Regions from separate parts of the Oncorhynchus mykiss genome. Here region 2 is linked to region 1. The links are chromatin contacts, called in public Hi-C maps. All regions are on one chromosome and are shown on one strand. The core of a region is the stretch at or near the end of the contact, and the rest is flanking DNA. Distances in the headings are between cores, read along the strand shown.

Region 1 (6,668 bases), core at 664-3,163:
TGTATTTGTCACTCGATACAAAACATGGATTTAAAATTTTAAAAAGTGTCACAAGCATGAAGATAGTGCTAGAGGGGGAGGGGGGCCAATGGGGTGTTCATGCAGGAACCCCGGAATTGCAGTTGAACACTAGTGCATCAGACAGGGTTCTGGAGAACGGAACAGCCATCATCGGTGCATCCTTTGACCCGCGAGTCCTGTCGTACTGATCCTAGCCCAAGTTACTAATGCATAGCGAACGTTCTCTCTTTGTGGTGTTTTGGGAAACGTATGTTAGCCGTCATATTCGGCCGTTGTAGGAAGTATGCATCGTTAAAACACTACACGACTTACGGACGTGCTCCCAAATATTTCCGTCCATCCTCAACCCCAGGACGTGGGTGCTCACATATTACGATGATTCCCTAGTTGATCATACCCTGCGTTTCTCGGTTGTCGTAGGAAAAAAAATCCGACACACAAACAGTGAGCTGCTTTATTAGTGTGCACTTTCGGTGTAGAAATATTTGTTTTAAAGAGACGGAGGCCCAGAATATAGACGCAATATGCAATAATAATAATTGTATTACCTTTTGTTTTTTTGTCATGGTAGGGAAGCAGATGTAATATTGGTACAGTTCGTTTTGCACTTGAAACGGTCTAAAACAACAAATCCACTAAACCGGGGCACCGGGCCATGTAAAACGAACTCGCCCATTGAAAAGGCATTGGGTTCTCTCCACAGTTCCACCAATCTGTATTCTATCACCGCAGTCCGCAAGGTGCGTGTTGTTAATTTCCTCTTCGCCATACAACAATATGCACGACCAACATTTACTGACATCTGACAGGTGTATGGAGAACAGAACAGCCATTGTCGGTGCGTCCTTCACCCGCTCAAACTACCAGATTCCCAGAGTACTGATCCTAGTGACTCCTTTAGCACTGCATATCAGTGCTAAAGGAGTCACTACAGACCCTGGTTCGATTCCAGGCTCTATCCCAACCGGTCGTGATTGGGAGTCCCATTGTGCGCACAATTGGCCCAGCGTCGTCCGGTGTAGGCAATGATTGTAAATTAGCATTTGTTCTTAACTTGCCTAGTTAAATAAAGATACAAAATGTAAAAAACAAGTCACCTTTCATCTAATTACTCAAGACTCCCCAGCGCTCAGAACCTAACCAGCTGCTTGATGACGTCACCACACATCGACAAATAAACAACTCCACTCTAAACTGACCAAATCCACTCTTCCCAATATATAAACTCTAAACTGGGACACTGGTAGCCGCGATATCATCTTTCCCGATGGTAACCACATGTAAATCCATATAGTTAAAAAAAATTGCACTTTCAAACACGACATAGAACTTTGGAAAAAAGTATAACCTACCCAAGCTTCAGCCCTGCCCAGTTGAAACAAAAAGGGAATCAGCTGGTGCTTGACTGATGGGACTTTAAAATCCCCCCAAAATGAATTAACCCCAGAACACTTCTATTGAAGATTATCCGGGAGAATAAAAACAAGGAGCAATCGGTTGCGGCGTAAATCTGATCGATTGATTGAAGGAAGAAACACATTTCAGAGGCTCTGATTAAGGCGATTCGTACCGAAACGTAAGCTAATATTGTTTGTCCCGTCAATACATGTCAGATTTACGCAAACAGTGTTATTACATTTTTTTATCTCCAGGATAGTCATCAGTTGAAGTGTCCTAGTGTATATAGTTTTTTTCTACGACATTGAATTTGGCCGCCCAAGACTGGCAAAAAATTGTGACGGACGAACGACAATTAAACAAGTGACTTCAAACGAACACTTGCAATAAACGTGCGACCTATGTTTACGAGAAAAGTTAGTGTACAGTATGATCAAATATGGAAAGCCTTGCATTGTACAGCCTACAAACTTACCAACACGCATCCTCTATTCTTCAGCTGACAGTTTCTGTTTCGCCCCACCGATTGGGGGTGCGTTCAATTCGTTTAAAAAAAATATTTGGCTTCATTGTTTCTTCTTCTATGGTATAATGGCCGTCCGCACACACGTTTAAGGTGCATGCATGCCGCCAACTACTGTGCTGGAGTGTGCGATTGATCATGGTTTGTATAATTCTATACTACAAAAACCCATATTAACTTCTGACAAACCCTCCCGTCCCCAAAACACATCAAACCTTTTCAAACTTTTGCTCTGTAATGTTGAGACAATCCATCCTTAGGATTACTCATCATTTAAAAAATCATGTGGCCAGTAACATATTTATTTAACCAGGTAAGTTGACTGAGAACACATTATTTACAGCAACGACCTGGGGAATAGTTACAGGAGAGAGGAGGAATTAGCCAATTGTAAACTGGGGATGATTAGGTGGCCATGATGGTATGAAGGACAGATTGGGAAATTTGGCCAGGACACCAGGGTTAACACCCTACTCTTACAATAAGTGCCATGGGATCTTTAGTGACCAGAGAGTCAGGACATCCGCTTAACATCCCATCCTAAAGACGGCACCCTACACAAGGCAATGTCCCCAATCTCTGCACTGGGGCATTGGGATATTTGTTTTAGACCAGAGGAAAGGGTGCCTCCTACTGGCCCTACAACACCACTTCCAGCAGCATCTGGTCTCCCATCCAGGGACTGACCAGGACCAACCATCTTCAGAAGCAAGCCAGCAGTAGGGTGCAGGGTGGTATGCTGCTAGCTTGCTGCTACATTCTGTTAACATCTGTTGCCACTAATAACTCTGTTGCCATATCCACAATAATCTTCAACATGGCATTTCTTCTTTTCACAATCCGAGTCATGTTCATAACCTTTCCAATGAAAGCTATGAAATCTATTTTATTTACTATCAAAGGGTCCTTTGACCAGACCCGGCGCCAGAATAAAGTGGCTAAGGGTGCGCCAGAATAAAGTGGCTAAGGGTGCGGCAGGATAAAGCGAGGGGAGAGTTGAAATCGGCAAAGGGGCACAATTGAGGGGTTCTTGCATTGGGATTATATTGAATTCGGCTTATATCAAGTTATATCACAATAAACAAAGTTAAAATGCAGAGACTGAGATCATTGAGTGCTTTTGAAGTGACAGTCAGGTTGGTGCGAAATATGTAGCCTATCACCGCTGCGCTGTATCAGTACAATAGACAGCAACCTACACCAAAATGCTATTCAGTATTTTTGTTTCCATACATGAATAACTAGGCTACTACTTACAGCATTTAGTTTGCATTATTTTGGCAAGACAGCTGTGTGTAAGGCTGAATTCACATAGGTGAATTACCCTACTGCAAACAGCCTATCTACTATATCTTGTAGCCTATATTCATTACTAAAACGGCCTTGCTCTACCAAATGAATGAATGAGAACAAAACAGCGGTACCAAGTACAGTAGTAGGCCGAGTAAACTAAATATCAGATCAACAATCTATATCTAGGCTAGTTACATTAACAGTCAACAAACACATTAAACAAAAGGTGAATGGAGATCCAAATAGCCTAAAGCCTACTACAGTGCAATGCAGCCATGCACAGCTGTCTTGCCAAATAAATAGTCCTATAACAAGTTGTGATATGGCGCAATATACTTCTGTGAATCAAATTTGACCCACGTAATCAATTAAGCAATGCCAACCTACCTTAAACACATTTCCAATATGTACGGTTCCATTTACAACCACGAAAACCAATAGGCTACCAAGAAAACCATAATGGAATGTATCGATTTCTATGATGAAACTTACTGATATGTACTGTAGCTACTATACCCAGGGGCATCATTTGGGTTCTTGCATTGGAATCATATTGAATTCTGCTTATATCACGCTGTACCACAAACATAAAAGTGAACGTGCTTTTGACAGCGCCCTATACACTAAAGCAAGATTCTTTATGAAAAACAACCAGCTAGATTGTTTCTTACCCTTCAGTTGAAGCCTCCTTGATGCTCTGTGGAACTTCCTGAGGAATCGATCATTCCATTCTCCCCAAAAATCTTCTTGTAAGAACCCCCCCAGTTGGATTAGTTGAGCTATCCTCGGGTGTAGTATGCTTCTTCTGTGCTGACTGAACACGTGTGTCAAAGTACTTTTCGCATGTAGCTTCCTCAGTGACAATCTCACCAATGAGCCCTATGATTTCATTTTGAATATCGCGTGACATGTATGTGGCACTGTGGGGTATGGTGCTAAACCCCTTGGCAAGTTCCTTGTCTTTTCGGAAAGTGTATTCCGTCATACAGGAAAAGTCCACTGCCCCCCTCCCCCACCGACTCTCATGTCCAATGTCCACTTCAGTGGTTGCTGGTTTGAAACAAGTAACTCAATAATGTCCACAATCGCCGACAAATACATGTGATTTCTTGCCAGCTACCCATCATTAAAAAGTGTTTCGACATGGGATACAAAATGCAGCATTTTCAGTAACCGAGTACTCCAGCCACTCTCTTCCTCTGAACCAATTGCTATTAAATGAACGTTTTTGGACAGGAAACCTGGGACTAGGGTAGGATTCTAGAGGCTGGCTCCTATTTTCCAAGATCATAAGGAACAGCCATAGGTGGAGGGGGCTGTGCAGCCATTATTCTGGCAGCACTTGTGGAAGAGGGTGACCGCTCTGCACGCGGAGCTAGCTAGAGCTCAGCAGCATCATTGCTGCTGGGCTTTGTGACAGCCTCAGTGGTTTGATGCTGTTGCTACTCAATGCTCTTCTTTGGCTTTGTTTGGGTACTGTGGCAAGGCCAATTTCTGATATCCATCATGGCAGTGGCAGATTAGCTGGTTCCTGCTAGCTAAATAGGCTAAGGCTAATAACACTAACGCTTTTTACTGCTAGCTAAGAAGCTAGCTCTGTAGTGGTGTGAGGCAGAGTTGAGTGAAGCAGCTCTAATTGTAAAATTGACCCCGCCCAAAAACAAATATTACAGGCAGAGGCGTATGTTGTTATTCACTTCGCCTACCACAGAGAACCGTTTCCCCCCCGCTTTTTATGGAAGACCAAAGGATTCATACCTAACAGCCCCAGTGGCTTTCCAAAGCCCCCCAAAGGTTTCAAATTAGGGGGTTAAGCACTCTTTTACCCCCTTGTGGAGCCAGGTATGCCTTTGACACAGCACACGTATGGGAGCAAGACTTCCGAACAGGTTTCAAAACCATGTCAGGACAAGTAGAAGTATTAATCTCCTGGCAGAAGGGGCCTCATTAATAAATCGTGTATAAATACAAAAATAGACCAAAACATGCGTGTGCCAGTTTTCACGCAAAAGTGGGCATTTACAAAAACTGAACTTGACGTGAAAATGTACTCACCTTCCCGTAAACTTTAGACCATGTGTACGCACAACTTCTAGTGGTTGAAGCATTGCAAGTAGATTAGTCATTTGTGCACATGGGTGGTATGATAGAAAAGCTTATTCATAAGAATAAACAGATTAATAACAAGATGCTATCTTTTTTTATCCCCAATTTTACTAGGTAAATTGACTGAGAACACTTCCCATTTACAGCAACGACCGGGGAATAGTTACAGGGGAGAGGAGGGGGGATTAATGAGCCAATTGGAAGCTGGGGATGATTGGGTGCCTATGATGGCCAGATTTGGGAATTTAGCCAGGACACGGGGTTAAAACCCATACTTTTATGATAAACGCCATTGGATCTTTAGTGAACAGAGTCAGGACACCTGTTTAACGTCCCATCCAATAGACGTACTCTACAGAGGGTAATGTCCCCAATCACTGCCCTGAGGCATTTTTTTTTTTTTAGATCAGAGGAAAGAAAGAGCCTGCTACTGGCCCTCCAACACCACTTCCTGCAGCATCTGGTCTCCCATTTAGGGATGACAAGGACCAACCCTGCATAGAGTCAGTGGCAAGTCAGTAATGGGATAGGTCGTATGCTCCTGGCAGAGTGGTATGCTGCTGGCATCTGCCAATAGTGATGAGAGAAACTAAATATATTATCTTTGCATTTTAAAATAATTAGAAGTAAGCATTTTCTAGGCTATTTTTTGTTTAATTTATATGATCATTGCATAATAAATTCCTCACCTTTTCTGTGATGTTTCATACTCATGAGGTAGCATAGGCCTACAACAAGGATACCAATCGTCCCATCTCTCCTTTAAATTGGAACCACATCACAGTAGTAAATACAATGCATTCGGAAAGTATTCAGACCCCTTGACTTTTTCCATATTATTACATTACAGCCTTATTTTAAAATGGATTAAATAAAAAAAATCCCTTGTCAATCTACACACAATTCCCCATAATGACAAAGCGAAAACAGGTTTTATTGCAATTTTGTAAATGTATTAAAAATAAACATAAATACCTTAATTACATAAGTATTCAGACCCTTTGCTATGAGACTCAAAATTGAGCTCATGTGCATCCTGTTTCCATTGATCATCCTTGAGATGTTTCTATAACTTGATTTGAGTCCACCTGTGGTAAATTCAATTGGACGTGATTTGGAAAGGCACACACCTGTCTATATAAGGTCGCACAGTTGACCGTGCATGTCAGAGGAAAAACCAAGCCATGAGGTCGAAGGAATTGTCTGTAGAGCTCCGAGACAGGATTGTGTTGAGTCACAGATCTGGGAAAGGGAAGCAAAAATGTCTGCAGCATTGAAGGTTCCCAAAAACACAGTGGCCTCCATCATTCTTAAATGAAAGAAGTTT
Region 2 (7,362 bases), core at 4,465-6,964, 140 kb after region 1:
GCTTGTCACCAAAAGCACTCACAAACTTTTACAGATGCACAATCGAGAGCATCCTGTCGGGTTGTATCACCGCCTGGTAAGGCAACTGCTCCGCCCACAACCGTAAGGCTCTCCAGATGGTAGTGAGGTATGCACAACGCATAATCGGGGGCAAACTACCTGCCCTCCAGGACACCTACACCATCCGATGTCACAGGAAGGCCATAAAGATCATCAAGGACAACAACCACCTGAGCGAGCCACTGCCTGTTCACCCCGCTATCATCCAGAAGGCGAGCTCAGTACAGGTACATCAAAGCAGGGACCGAGAGACTGAAAAACAGCTATCTCAAGGCCATCAGACTGTTAAACAGCCACCACTAACATTGAGTGGCTGCTGCCAACATACTGACTCAACTCCAGCCACTTTAATAATGGAAATTGATGTCAAAATGTATCACTAGCCACTTTAAACAATGCCACTTAATATAAATGTTTACATACCCTACATTACTCATCTCATATGTATATACTGTACTCATTTAAACTGCTACATCTTGCCATCTTTATGTAATACATGCATCACTAGCCTCTTAAAACAATGCCACTTGTATATGTTTATATATCCTACATTACTCATCTCATATGTATATACTGTACTCTATACCATCTACTGCATCTTGCCTATGCCGTTCTGTGCCAGCACTCATTCATATATCTTTATCCCTTTATACTTGTGTGTATAAGGTAGTAGTTGTGGAATTGTTAGGTTAGATTACTTGTTGGTTATTACTAGAGTTCGACCGATTAATTAGGGCCGATTTCAAGTTTTCATAACAATCGGAAATCTGTATTTTTTTTTTACACATTTATTTCATCTTAATTTAACTAGGCAAGTCAGTTAAGAACACATTCTTATTTTCAATGACGGCCTAGGAACGGTGGGTTAACTGCCTCGTTCAGGGGCAGAAAGATAGATTTTCACCTTGTCAGCTCGGGGAATCCAATCTTGCAACCTTACAGTTAACTAGTCCAACGCAATAACGACCTGCCTCTCTCTCGTTGCACTCCACAAGGAGACTGCCTGTTACGTAAATGCAGTAAGCCAGGGTAAGTTGTTAGCTAGCATTAAACTTATCTTATAAAAAAATCAATCATAATCACTAGTTAACTACACATGGTTGATGATATTATTAGATATTATCTAGCGTGTCCTGTGTTGCATATAATCTGACTGAGCATACAAGTATCTGACTGAGCGGTGGTAGGCAGAAGCAGGCACGTAAACATTCATTCAAACAGCACTTTCGTGTGTTTTGCCAGCAGCTCTTCCTTGTGAGTCAAGCATTGCGCTGTTTATGACTTCAAACCTATCAACTCCCGAGATGAGGCTGATGTGACCTGGTGTGACTGAAGTGAAATGGCTGGCTAGTTAGCGCGCGCTAATAGCGTTTCAAACTTCACTTGCTCTGAGCCTTGGGGTGGTTGTTTCCCTTGCTCTGCATGGGTAACGCTTCGATGTGGTGGCTGTTGTCGTTGTGTTGCTGGTTCGAGCCCAGGGAGGAGCGAGGAGAGGGACGGAAGCTATACTGTTACACTGGCAATCCTAAAGTGACTATAAGAACATCCAATAGTCAAAGGTTAATGAAATACAAATGATATAGAGGGAAATAGTCCTATAATAACTACAACCTAAAACGTCTTACCTGGGAATATTGAAGACTCATGTTAAAAGGAACCACCAGCTTTCATATGTTCTCATGTTCTGAGCAAGAAACTGAAACGTTAGCTTTCTTACATAGCAAATATTGCACTTTTACGTTCTTCTCCAACACTTTGTTTTTGCATTATTTAAACCAAATTGAACATGTTTCATTATCTACTTGAGGCTAAATTGATTTTATTGATGTATTATATTAAGTGAAAGTGTTAATTCAGTAGTGTTGCAATTGTCATTATAAACAAATATATATATTTTTTTTATTTAAATCGGCCGATTAAATCGGTATCGGCCGTTTTGGTCCTCCAATAAATCGGTATCGGTATTGAAAAATCATAATAGGTCGACCTCTAGTTATTACTGCATTGACGGAACTTGAAGCACAAGCATTTCGCTACACTTGCATTAACATCTTCTAACCATGTGTGACAAATAAAATTTGATTTAAAGAGATAAGTGGGGCTAACACGGAACCGAAACTGTTTGTGCGTGTGCGCCATCGTTCATAAATGTATTTTGTCCCACTACACCAAACACGATCACGACATGCCGATTAAAAAATCAAAACAAACTCTGAACCAATGACATTAATTTGGGGACAGGTCGAAAAGCATTAAAAATGTATGGCAATTTAGCTAGTTAGCTTGCACTTGCTAGCTAATTTGTCCTATTTAGCTAGCTTGCAGTTGCTAGCTAATAGGTCATGGGATATAAACATTGAGTTGTTATTTTACCTGAAATGCACAAGGTCTTCTACTCCGACAATTAATCCACACATAAAACGGCCAACCGAATCATTTCTAGTCAATTCTCCTCCTTCCAGGCTTTTTCATCTTTGAACTTATATGGTGATTGGCATCTACACTTTTACCACGACAACCGGTAAAACATTTTTATCTTTCAATCACCCACGTGGGTATAACCAATGAGGAGATGTCACGTGGGTATCTGCTTCTATAAACAAATGAGGAGATGGAAGAGGCAGGACTTTCAGCGCAATCTGCGTCAGAAATAGAAAGGAGTTCTATTTTAGCTCCTGGCATTGTAGACGCTCGTTGGTGCACGCGAGCAGTGAGGGTGCAATAATTGAATAACATGGATTTCTAAATGTATTTTGTGACGCTCGCGCACGCGATGTGTCCGGTTTGGTCAGCAAGTAAGGCTTAAGAGGGTGTGAACGATGCTGAATGGGTGTAGACAAGGAAGAGTTCTCCAGTAGGTGTACCAAAACATTCATGGGCCATTTTCTCAAATGTGGTGTTAAAAAATTATATCAACTTTTAAAGCAGAATTACTTTCCCATTGAGAAACAATCTACTTTTATCCTACGTAAAAACACAATTTCAAATGCTGCTACATAAGACCGAATCGAGTCGATGGCCACATTTTAGAGCACACTAAGGAGTAGCTATAATGGAATGACACCAACATGCTGTCTGTATCATGTAACGTTATCAGTGGAGGCACCTCAGAGGAAGGGGAGGACCATCCTCATTTTGCAAAGGTCTACATTAGCCTCCACAGCATCTGTAGGGTAGCACCATGGTATAGCTGGAAGAAAGCTATCTTCCGTCTTCCTCTGGGTACATTGACTTCACTACAAAACCTAGGAGGCTCATGGTTCTCACCCCCTTCCATAGACTTACACAGTAATTATGACAACTTCCGGAGGACATCCTCCAACCTATCAGAGCTCTTGCAGCATGGACTGACACGTTGTCCACCCAATCAAAGAATCAGATCAGTCAGTAGCTCAATCAGTAGTTGACTCAGAGGGCGGCAGGGTAGCCTAGTGGTTAGAGCATAACCGAAAGGTTGCAAGTTCAAATCCCCGAGCTGACAAGGTACAAAATCTGTCGTTCTGCCCCTGAACAGGCAGTTAACCCACTGTTCCTAGGCCGTCATTGAAAATAAGAATTTGTTCTTAACTGACTTGCCTAGTAAAATAAAGGTAAAAAAATATATATATAAAAAAAAAAGAGACAATAGTTGAACAGTTAAATTAATTTGTGAAGGAGAAGAGCAATTTTTTTCACTTTCAGTTTCACAGCTAGTTTAGCCTGCTCAAACAGAGGGATGCTATGTTAGCTAGCTGGCTATGACTATCCAACACAACACTGAAACTCTTTCAAGTCAAGGTAAGCTTTTGGTTTGACCAATTTATTGCCACCAGGGCCCACCGGTGTAACTGCTTACTGACTGTACACTAATGTAACTGCATGATTGTAGAGGGTTTACTAACTTGTTAGTTCTGTTAGCTATGCTGACTATGACGTTACTTTAGCAAATATTGTGAGAACAATGGAGGCTGTGTGCAGCGGTTTGGCTTGGAAAGGTTTTTTCGCCTGGTCACATACAGCTGATGTGTTGTGCATCCACCAGTGAAGAGGTGAGAGGAGGAGAGTGCATAGATAAAAAGAATAGAACATGGCTGCTATGAAAGTGAACAGTGTTTACACGTGATCACTGCTTGCGATTACTGCTGCTCTTTAATTACTTGATACTTTTCTTTCTTATTATTTTAAACTGCATTGTTGGTTAGGGGCTCGTTAGTAAACATTTCACTGTAAGGTCTACAGACCTGTTGTATTCGGCACTGATTCTGATTCTATTGAAAAATGTTTCTTAAACGGATGCAAACGGAACAAAACAGGGATAAAAAAAAAATTGCCTGAATTTGTCCAATCGTTTGCAACTGTTGGACTAATGATTACACCCTATATCAGCTTGATGCAGGCAAGAGTGTGCAAGGTGGTACTGAATGTCACCATCAGTCCATATGTCAAGGGCTGTCACTTCAAATTTGTCTCTAGACCTGTGCGCCTACGTTGTAAATTTTAATTCATAGGCTAGGTTGTAGCAACCTCATGATAGGTATAGGGAAAATGTTAGTATCATGTAGTAGTCTAAACCTATCGCTGTTACATTGAACAGGGTGAATGGAATATGGATGACAGTCATCCAATATGCTTTAATAAAAATAAGGTCATGCTCATGAAAAAACATCGTCTTCCCTCATCTTAAATGGCACTGACCGCAACTGAGCGTTATTGTTCACCGATTATAGGGTCTTACAGGAGGCATATAGGTCTAAAAATGAACACTTTAATAATGATTTTCTCAAAAATGGTTTGTGATACAAATGTAAAAAGCATGAACAATGAAGTTTTTGAGAATTGCCAGAACAATGACATACCAAAAATATTTTCCGCTCCCGCTGGTGTGGAATCGGCATATTATTCTACAACGTTCGTATAACACAGAGTTCAATGATTTATACAACATGCAACATGAGGAAAAACGCCAACCGAGCTGTGGCCATGGATCAATAAATAACCCTGTTGTACACGTTAGCTAGCTAGCTACAGTTGCTAGCTACCTAGCTAACTAACGTTACCGACTAACTACAGTTTATGTTAGATAGCGAAGATAAGTTAGCAATACCAGACAAGTGGAATGTTAGATATAAGACGAAATATTATGTAGTGGATAGACACAAATATCGCAATTTAAAATAAATTCAGGTCGGTTTTTATGTAGCTAACGTTTAACGCGTATCGTAGTGAGCTAACTGAGCGCACAAGGAGTGATGCTAGAAAGGAAAGAATGCTAACACAAAAATAGCTCTGCAATTAAATAAAATATAAACGTTTTAGCTACTCACGTATGAAATACATTAAGACATGTCTTTTTGTCTAATTTGTTCCTTTGTGGCCCTTGTGCTCTAGGTTTAGGTCCGTTTTATGTAAACAAACCAAAATCGCCGTTCCTGGTCGTTACTAGTTACAACAGTCACAAAGTCATACACCCCGCCTATTTCTACAATCTATCTTCTTAAAATGATATTTTAAACCTAACACTAACCTTAAGCCTAACCATAACCACACTGCTAACCTTATGCATAACCCTAAATTAAGACCAAAAAGCAAATTTTTGTTTTCATGATTTTTTACGATATTGTCAAAATTGACTTTATGGCTATGGTAACTACTAGAAATGGTGTTTTCTGTCGTACTTCGTCTCTGCCATCGAATGCGGGACCACAGAGTGTGACGTTGACCAATCAAGAGTCATTGAAGCTGTATTGTGCTCTGGGCGGCTGGTAAATTCATAGCGCAGTCAGCTTGTCCGTTCGTAAATGTATTGCATAGACTGAGATAAAAACTCGGTGCCAACCAAGACCGACAGTGGGGATAGGGTAGCAATTTCAGCAACACTATGGCTCTATAGTTACTCATCAAGAAGTTTCTTTATGTAGACAAAAATACTGAACGCACATTGGGTAAACCTACAATAAAAATATTGCATGTTGAGTCCGTGCACAATAATATGGTCCAGTAGGGAATTTAATGTAGCTTTATGTGGTTTTGGTGGAATTTCAGTAAATGATCAAATACCGTTTCCATATACACGGGCGAAGGGAATGCTGGGTAATATTGTACCCACTACTTTCTGATTGTTTCGCTGAGAGAATATGCTTCATTCCGCTGTTAAACTACAGCAATGATGTCTGGAATGACACGTTTGAAATTACAAGTCAAAAAGCTGCTAACCAAATATAACATTTTCTTTCACTTAACCGGATAGTCTAAATTTCGGCAAAACAGCATTTACGCATGCGCAGACAACAGTTCCAGTTCAGGGTCGTCGTTAGTTACCACAAACAGAACGTTATAAACCCCGCCGATTTCTACAATTTCTCTTCTTAAAATGTAATTTTAAACCTAACAATAACCTTAAACACACTACTAAGCATAACCCTAACCTTAAATTAATACCAAAACCACATTTTTATTTTCATGAACAGAAGAAATTAGAAGAAAAACGAAGAAATGGAGTTGCTTATTCAAGAAAGATCAAGTGTAATATATTAACAAAATAAAGCAAATTGGATGGAATATTGGGAAAAATGCACCAAATTATTTTTTAATCTTCAACATAGAAATCCTACCAAAAATAATATACAGAAACTTGTTAAAAATGACGGTGTCATCCATGATTCACCAAACAATATTTTGAGAGGAAGCAAAGTACTTTAAGCATATGTTTCATTTCAGTCTAGTCCATCTCTACTAACTGAAGTTAATTGTGAGGATTTTTTTTCTATTAGTAGTGTAAAATTAACAGAGGTAAAGAAAGAGTCGTGTGAAGGCCTGAATACAGAGGGTGAATTTCTAGATGTACAGTGCCTTGCGAAAGTATTTGAACTTTGCGACCTTTTGCCACATTTCAGGCTTCAAACATAAAGATATAAAACTGTATTTTTTTGTGAAGAATCAACAACAAGTGGGACACAATCATGAAGTGGAACGACATTTATTGGATATTTCAAACTTTTTTAACAAATCAAAAACTGAAAAATTGGGCGTGCAAAATTATTCAGCCCCTTTACTTTCAGTGCAGCAAACTCTCTCCAGAAGTTCAGTGAGGATCTCTGAATGATCCAATGTTGACCTAAATGACTAATGATGATAAATACAATCCACCTGTGTGTAATCAAGTCTCCGTATAAATGCACCTGCACTGTGATAGTCTCAGAGGTCCGTTAAAAGCGCAGAGAGCATCATGAAGAACAAGGAACACACCAGGCAGGTCCGAGATACTGTTGTGAAGAAGTTTAAAGCCGGATTTGGATACAAAAACATTTCCCAAGCTTTAAACAT

The links. A called contact is a pair of places that touch in the nucleus more often than the background predicts.
Region 2: a contact with region 1 is called in a Hi-C map of liver, with 2.6 times the contacts expected there. The contact joins the promoter of abca5 here to the promoter of lipe1 in region 1. A contact is called at or near these places in 2 of 3 Hi-C or Micro-C datasets (blood and liver).

Annotation. Positions count from the first base shown.
Region 1 is chr23:41,042,171-41,048,838 of USDA_OmykA_1.1, forward strand. It overlaps lipe1 (hormone-sensitive lipase subtype 1), which reads right to left and starts at 1,914. Exons shown (of 12, transcript NM_001197209.1): 1 at 1,895-1,914.
Region 2 is chr23:41,174,653-41,182,014 of USDA_OmykA_1.1, forward strand. It overlaps abca5 (ATP-binding cassette sub-family A member 5), which reads right to left and starts at 5,715. Exons shown (of 37, transcript XM_021581043.2): 1 at 5,364-5,715. The coding sequence starts at 5,376.